2 separate regions of the Mus musculus genome follow, and region 2 is linked to region 1. The links are chromatin contacts, called in public promoter capture Hi-C maps. All regions are on one chromosome and are shown on one strand. The core of a region is the stretch at or near the end of the contact, and the rest is flanking DNA. Distances in the headings are between cores, read along the strand shown. Region 1 holds the start of Commd9 (COMM domain containing 9). Region 2 holds the start of Rcn1 (reticulocalbin 1).

Evidence for each region. Promoter capture Hi-C pulls out the DNA fragments that hold promoters and counts their contacts.
Region 2: a promoter capture Hi-C map of liver shows a contact between it and region 1, with 3 times the contacts expected there. The contact joins the promoter of Rcn1 here to the promoter of Commd9 in region 1. A contact is called at or near these places in 2 of 39 promoter capture datasets (liver and pre-B cells).

Annotation. Positions count from the first base shown.
Region 1 is chr2:101,884,236-101,888,261 of GRCm38.p6, forward strand. Commd9 (COMM domain containing 9) reads left to right here and starts at 2,027. Exons shown (of 6, transcript NM_029635.3): 1 at 2,027-2,084. The coding sequence starts at 2,034.
Region 2 is chr2:105,396,970-105,400,995 of GRCm38.p6, forward strand. It overlaps Rcn1 (reticulocalbin 1), which reads right to left and starts at 2,350. Exons shown (of 6, transcript NM_009037.2): 1 at 2,001-2,350. The coding sequence starts at 2,236.

The DNA.
Region 1 (4,026 bases), core at 777-3,276:
ACTCTGTCAAGATGCACTTTTCACTGGAACTAAAATAAATAAATAAATAAACAAACAAAGCAAATTAATCCATTCAAAGTAAACTTTAATTTGGTAGATTTCAGTGTTGGTCAGTCTATAACAAACATGTCTGCCCTTATTCCTACACAGCTGCTCAGCTTCCAAGTTTAGAATTTTTGGAAGCTTTTTACTTGACCTTTTTATCAGGCTGATATCTGGCACGCTTCACATCGTCTCCTGCCAAGTTCTGAGCACTTACAGTTCTCTGACTAATGGTTATAAGTTTGGTTAGCAGCATCTGGAACACTGGTGGTGGAGTCTGAGGTAGCATTTGCAGCAGCTGCTGAAGCTGCTCCCAGACAACAGGATGCATCAGATTGGTCTATACTCTTAGCACATTCCCTGAATCCCTGGTAACTGTTATCCACTGGTAACCCTCCACCAGGCTGGGTTTATTCAAGGAAGAATGACATCTTTAAAGTCAGGTAGCTTGGGAAGCCAGATCCTTCCTTCACAGGTTTCTGTTTCTTTCTTAGTTCTGGAAGCCTGTTCTTGAAGTTGGAGTCACTCCCCATCTTGCAGTTGAAGTAGATACAGTACCCAGCAAAGAGGGCAAGTGCCAGGGGAAATGGCTGCTTTGGCTGTCATCATTGCCCCATCTGGATGTCAGCTTTCCCTAGTAGCTGGCAAACAGTAGTTAGTACCTCATTCTGGAAGCTCACAGCCTGCAGCCACTTTGAATCAAGACATGGAAAGGCTACACCTAAAGACTTATACAATATTTCAAAGCCAGAAAGCCTGGGATGGCTCAGTTGAGTTGTTATGCTTTCAATTTCTCAAGTGCATTGGTTACTGGTGTGTCACTGTGACAGGAACTAGATGGAAACAACTTAGAGGAGGAAGATTTATTCTGGTTCATGGTTTCAGAAGTTGTAGTCCAACATGGCAGAGCAGGGTGGCAATAATGTACAGCCAAGACTTCTTACACAGCAGCAGACAAGACACCATGCAATCAGGCCAGAACCAGAAGCAGCATAACCCCCAAAGGCCTGCCACTAGAGACCTTCACTAGCAAGGTCCCAGATCCTAAGGGTTCTAACATTCAGCAGTCCCACAAAGCTAGGGTCCAAGTGACCACAGGATGAACCTGCAAAACAGATTTCAGACTCAACCCATAGCAAGGTTGTAGTTAAGCCTTTGACCCAGCGACTGCCACTTTCAGACTCTCTGAAGACTGGAGGGTCTGCCTCTGAGGAAGGTGTTGGCAGGTCTTGCTGCATGACCCTCAACACTCAGTTTTAAGGGAAAGAATGCAGACAGAAGAGACCGTGCCGGAGGTGCACAGAGCTAAGATAGTCAATATCTTCACACGCCTTCTTCCTTTCTAACCCCTTTCCTAATCAGCTGCCCTTCAAACCAGACCTCTTCTTGGACCACAGGAAAGTTACTAAGAACCCTAAGTGACTTAGCTTGACTGTCTGGATAAGGCTAGTTACAAAGGCTCCTATCTCTCCACAAACAGAGAAGAAACTATATGCCTTGAAGCGTTGTTTTTTGTTTTTTGTTTTTTTTGTTTTGTTTTGTTTTTAGGGAGTACTGCAGGCATGTGAGCGTGTGTGTGTGTGTGTGTGTGTGTGTGTGTGTGAATTCCAAGAATTCAAATAGGCAAAGCTTCATTTAAATCCAGATGGTGAGTAGGCCGATCTCTTCTGGGCATCTAAGTTGCCAAGGTGTCTGCCAAGTCTGCAGGTGCATTCACCAGATCAGCCAGCCTACCCAGAGGGGCAAAGGCAAAACCAGTTTCCCTGACCTAGGATGTCCAGCCAGTTGTTCCCTGGAAATCATTCTATATCCGAGTTCTCTCAGTATCTCAGCCCTCTGGTCTTTGAGCTTAGTCATACAGGAGGAAGACTTCCTGGTTCTTTGCACGCCGTTCCCGCCAGCCACGGTGAAGAACTACAACTCCCAGCATGTCCTGCGAGGGGTCACGAGGCACGCTCCGCTTGCTCCGGCTGTCACGTGACTCCAGAAAGATGGCGGCCTTGACAGCAGAGCATTTCGTGGCGCTCCAGAGCCTACTGAAGGTATCTTGAAGGGGTGGGGACGCGTGCGGCCACCGTCTTAGGGTCTGGGACTTGGTGCAAAGCAAGAATTGGGAATAAACCGGCCCTGACTTGGAGCATTGTCCCACTCCCACCCTACCCGCCGCGCGTCAGTGCTTCTTTGTGTGACCCTGAGAAAATCGTTCAGCCTTTCTGAGCTTTTAAACAGGAGCAACAAAATTAATCACGCCCAGATATTAAGGTGGAAGTAAAAATCAGATAGTCGATGTAAATACACCCAAGAATTAGTGACCACGAGTGGTTTTATAGATTGGAGCACTTGGGTGACAGTCACCAGTTCCCATTTCATCCCAGTCTTTACGCCTCTCTCAGGGAAATTCTCTCCTTCTTGTCACCCTAGTACTTCTAGGGACGTCATAAAGTTTGAGTTACTCCTTAGAAGGGTGGCTTTGCATTCCCTCTTAGGACTTATTACTAGTGTGCACACACCATGGATGTCTTTGTGTTCTCTTCTGAGGAACATGATTTCTGTTTCTTCTTGTTTTCCTTTCTTCTCTCTTATCCAGTTGAAGATCAGAAATGATCCTCGTGACACTGTCATTATAAGTCACACATATAATGCCCTTTCCGTTATCCATCTTCCTAGTGTGCATTTGCTCAGTCCACTCCTGAGCACTTTGACTTCATTGTTCACAAGCCTATGCCAACAAGAACAAGACCTGGCACCCAGTATGTGCCGAAGAAATAGCTATGAAGGGCTTTAGTATAGTGGAGCTGTGACTAGGATCCAAGAGTTCTCCTTAGCAGCTTTTTCTCTTCCTTGTGGTTGATTTAAGCCATTCCTTTTCCATGCTTGCTTGTCTTGGGACATTTTCTTTTCCTTGGTAAGTTTTGGAAAATAACATATAGCATACTGAAATCATTAGTAATTCCCTTAATGACTACACACTCATGTAGCCAACACCAGACCACAGACTGAGACACCAGTACCCCCAGTGCCTCCCTGGTTACTTACTTCACTTGCCTTCCCAACAGTGCATAGCTTCGGACACCATGTACTATTACTCAGTCTCTGAACTCCACAGAAATGGAACACTTCTTCATATCAGTGTTCACATCTGGCTTCCAGTCATGATTGTAGCAATAGCTCATTTTCACTGCTCTATTGTTTAAATACACTTTATTAAAAGCTAACTATAATATCTCCTGTAGTTGTGGGAAATAATGCAGAGAGATTTTTGTCCCATGTTCCTTAATGGTGACTTCCTGGATATCTACAGAACAATATCACAGTTGGGGTATTTACATTGATCCAGTAAAGCTCCAAGGCATAGCTATCTATGTAAGACCCCTGGGTTGACATCTTACAGCCAAGCTCACTTGCAGTTGGCCTCCAGAATTCCTTGACACTTCAACATTCTTGTATCATTAGTTTTCATTTCAAGAACGTTTGTAAATCTTGGTGTAGATGATGTTTGTGGATTGGCTTTCCTCACTAAGCCTAATTCTCAAGCTGTAGATCGAAACCCCTTTGTGGTTGCATATCAGTTTTCCTGAATAGCAGATATTTACATCACGATATAAACTATGAAATAGCAATAAAATAATGTTATGGTTGGGGTCACCACAACGTGAGGGACTGTATTAAAGGGTTGCAGCATTAGGAAGACCGAGAGACCACTACTCCAGAGAGAATCATACAAATCATAGGTATTCACAATTGCTTCCTTTTTATTTCTTCGAAGTATTCTGTAGTGTATTCTATTTGTTTGCTCATTGGTCTGTTGAAAAAGGCATAAAGAGTACTTCTAGTACTCAGCTTTACAGATGAAGTTCCTAGGCCATCTGGAAATTATACGATTTAAAGACATCTCCAAACTTTTCCAGAGTACCTGCTCTACTTTACACGTATATTTGTATCAGCATCAACATTTGGGGTTGTCAGTATATCCTATCTGAATCA
Region 2 (4,026 bases), core at 1,100-3,599, 3.5 Mb after region 1:
ACCTTAGTCAGGAAGGGGCTCAGGCCAGGGACCTAGATGTTATCTTTGGTTCCTTCCTCAACAATGGGTCAAGGTCAAGTAAGGGCTACCATAGTCTGCATCTTTCTTGTCCTAATACCCAGATGCATCAACCCCCACCGTCCCACTGCCCAGGACTCTGTATCTGCCACGGTTACACTCTGGCTCCACTGCCAGGCTGGTGTTTCCAACAAGATTTGGGATCAGGACGTCCTGTCCACCACAAGCAAACACTGATAACATCTCTACCTCCTTGAGGAGGCCGTCCCTCTGATCTTTACTTTCCCTCCTCTTCTACCTCCCATTTCCTCTTCTCTGCCTCTGGAGGAGACCAGCACCCCTCCCGCCCCACCAAAGGGTTAAAACCATGATAAGCAAGCAGGCCCCTCACTTCAGGACCACCTTTCTATTACCATATACCCAGCAGCCTTTGAACCATCTCATAAGCTCTGATGAAGGACCATCTACAAAACCGGGCCCCTCTCTCCAACCTGAAGCCCCAGGGGCTCCTGCTAAACCCGTGGATGATGTCACCATCCTAGCAACCCTGAAAGTGTTTGCCTGCCCTCCTCCACATTGGATGGCCAGCACCTTGTACCTGCCAGATGTCACACAGGATAGCCACTGCAATGCTTGCTACATGAATAAATGAACAAAGCCAAGGTCTTCATACAAGGATTAGACACAGAGAACTCCACTCCCCCTTCTCTTGGGCACTTCGGCTAATTACCCTGAGGTAGGGATTAAATGAAGCCAGAGGCCCTAAGCCTAAGTGTTTCCAGTTCATAACTCCCTTCTCCTCCTCTTTTCTAAGATAATGCAGAATGGCTGCAACCAGGGACCCCAGAATAAATCAGTCTCCAGGCCTCAGAGCAGTACAATGGTGTGAATTTATCAATGGTCCCTATTGTTAAAAGTCCCAAAAAAGAAGAGAAAGTGCTTCCCTACCAAATAAAGGACACTGTTTGGAGGTGACTTTGAAGTCCAAAGGTCTTTTTTATCACAACAGGCAGGTATTCACCTACACAATGGGTATCATTAATCCTGTCCTGCTGAATGCCCTGGCCCCTTTGTCGAACAGAGATGGCTGTGTTCTTTTCAACTGTAGCAGAACTCGAAGATCCTCCTCCCCCAGGAGCAGGTTCTGGAAGCTCTGGTGGCCCACAGGGAGGATGGCTGTGTTCCTCCACAGCCCTGCCTTCACCTGGTCCTCACTAGCTCCTAGTCCCTCTGCACAACGGTCAAGTGTCTCCTGGGCACCAGGGTAGGGGTACTGAGATGATGCCCGGGTTTGTTTCCTGATTCCAGGCTAAACTCACAAAGCCCCACCATAGCCATTTTGCAGGTTTTCTTTTTTTCTCGCCCCCTCCGCCCCCAATCAGTTGCCAAAAAGCTGAGTGCTTCTTCACCCATAATGCTGGGAGCAGAGGCCAAAGAATCCGTTTCCAGCTCTGTACCTCTTGCTCCAATGAGCCCCTTTAAAAACCTGATTTCTGGGATGACTGGTCAGAGGACAAGAACATCCAGCCTGATTTAGAGACAGGCCAAGAACAAGCCTCTCCATCTCTTACACATTTGTTTGATCTTGAGATGTTTTTAAGCAAGTCTCAAGTGCCTCTCTCTGGACTATGGGAAAGAACCAGGTACTAAAAGGCCACAGCCAACAAACTCTGGCTCACTCCAGTCACTTCTGCTGAAACCTAGATGAGGGGGCGGGCCCTCTCGCTCCCTGCTCCGGAGGCCTCTGCCACGTTCTCGCCTCCCTGTGGGAAGCTATCCCGGCCGGGTGTGGTGGCGACCTCCACACGGGGGTCTGAGCGCCCGCTGGCAACTTTGTGCCTCTGAGCCTCAGCTCTGGCCTCGCCCCTGAGACCAACTGGCGCGATTTCGCTTTCGCTTTGCGCTTGTGGTCCCGCGTGGCTCCCTCTGAGGTGGCCATGGGCCCCTGCGTGGTCCCCGGGCGGCCCGGGCCGCAGCCTCACCCCAGCCTCTCCTTGCTCTCGTCCGGGCTTAGCTGATCGAAGGTCTTGGAGTCCTCCTTGCCCAGGAAGGCCTCATGATCGTACTGGAAGCTCTGGTTGTCCTCGGGCGGCCGCTCGCCCAGCTCTGAGTCCGGCCGAACCACGCGCTCCTTGCGCACCGTGGGCTTGGCCCGCAGCGCCAGCACCAGCGCCAGCAGCAGCCCCAGGGCGAGTCCCAAGCGGCCACCGCGCGCCATGGTCGCGAGCAAAGGGAGGCTGCGGGGCAGTGGGGGCTCACAGCGCCGCTGCCGCTGTCCCCTCCCCAGCGAGGGGCGCGCCCGGCTGGCTCGAGGAGGCTCGGGCCGCCCCACTCACGCGCCCATTGGCCACGGCGCCGCCGGGGGAGGCTGGGGCCGCGGAGCCACGTCGCCAGCCAGGGTGGTGGGCGCCGGGCTCCGGTTTCGCTTCGGCCCCTCCCCGCTATCTCGTTGCGAGGGGCGGGTCCAGATGATGGGGGTTGCGGACTGGAGGGTTCTCTGCAAGACCGGAAAGAAGTACTTTGAGAAAATGCAACAGATGTTTTGGGGTGATAGCTCGTCTTCGCTTTTAGAAAAGCAGCGCTTCCACTCAGCTTCCAGCTGACAGCCCGAACTTCAGCCCAAGGCTGGCCCAGAGATGAACATTTAAGTCCGGTTAACAATTTGCATTGTGGTTAGGAGAGCACTTGAGTCTGGAAGGAGGCCAGGATGGGCGTGGTCCCCTAGGTTAGGGAGAAGGCAATCTTAACATCCATGGGATAACACCAGAGGACTGTGGGAGGAGACGGGGTGAATAAGGAGAAGTTCTTTCAAGCTCCTATGGGAGAGAGGCAGAAAGGCTTCCTAAAAGAAGCAGAGATATCATATAAAGCTTTCGTTTCTGAATGTTGGCAAGCCATTTTTACAAACCTACTATCTGTCTCAAATCCTATCAGCGTATTAAATCCGAAATAATGATACCAGTTAGTGATGGTCTGTATTATATAACTTTCTACAGCGAAGGAAATGTTCTCTATATGGCCACTGAATACTTGACATGGAGCCGGTCCAAAGCCAATAGTTGAGCTTAAATGTAAATAGCCACGCGTGGCTAGTGTCTAACAAACTGAGAATGCCCGTCTGAACCTTTTACTCTTCACAAAAATGCATGTAAATGTCAGAGGGTCGACGAATCTTTTAAAGAGTCCCAGGAAACTGTGGTTGAAGAGAGAAGCCTCCTCCTAACCCCAGCCCTAAAAGCTGCAAAACCACCTGTTCACCCCCACCTTTCTAACATTCTGAAGAAAAGGTCAGCTTCTCGCCCTTACAGTAAGGAAACCAAGACATTATAGCACAGAAGCAAGAATCTTTCTATTAAGATCATTTTCGGTCAACCAAATAAGATGATGAGCCTGATACACATAAGCATTTATGGCTGCCTTAGGATTTTACTGCTGTGAACAGACTCCATGACCAAGGCAGCTTGTATAAGGACAACATTTCATTGGGGCTGACTTATAGGTTCAGAGGTTGAGTCCATTATCATTAAGGTTGGGAGCATGGTAGCATCCAGGCAGACATGGTGCAGGAGGAGCTGAGAGTTCTACGACTTCATCTGAAGGCTGTTAGGAGAAAACTCTCTTCTAGGCAGCTAGGATGATGGTTTTAAAGCCCACACCCACAGTGACACACCTACTCCAACAAGACCACACCTACTCCAACAGGACCAAATTTTCTAATAGTGCCACTCCCTGGGCCAAGCATATGCAAACCAGGGCATAATGAAAACGAGCCAGCCAGGGTTCTACAGAGTATACATAACATAGTAGGCCAATCAAGGAGGGTTTCCTGGACTGATAGAAACTGAGGTAAAGGTAAAGGGTAAGCCAAGCAGAGCGATGGGCCTATTCGAGAGGTCCTGTGTTAGCTGGCAGAGGACAGTGCAGCTGGGAGTGATGCTCTGTGACCTTGGACAACCTCTTCTAGATGTCAGGGAGATGGGGGCCGGGGAAGAGGGGACCCAGTGTTTG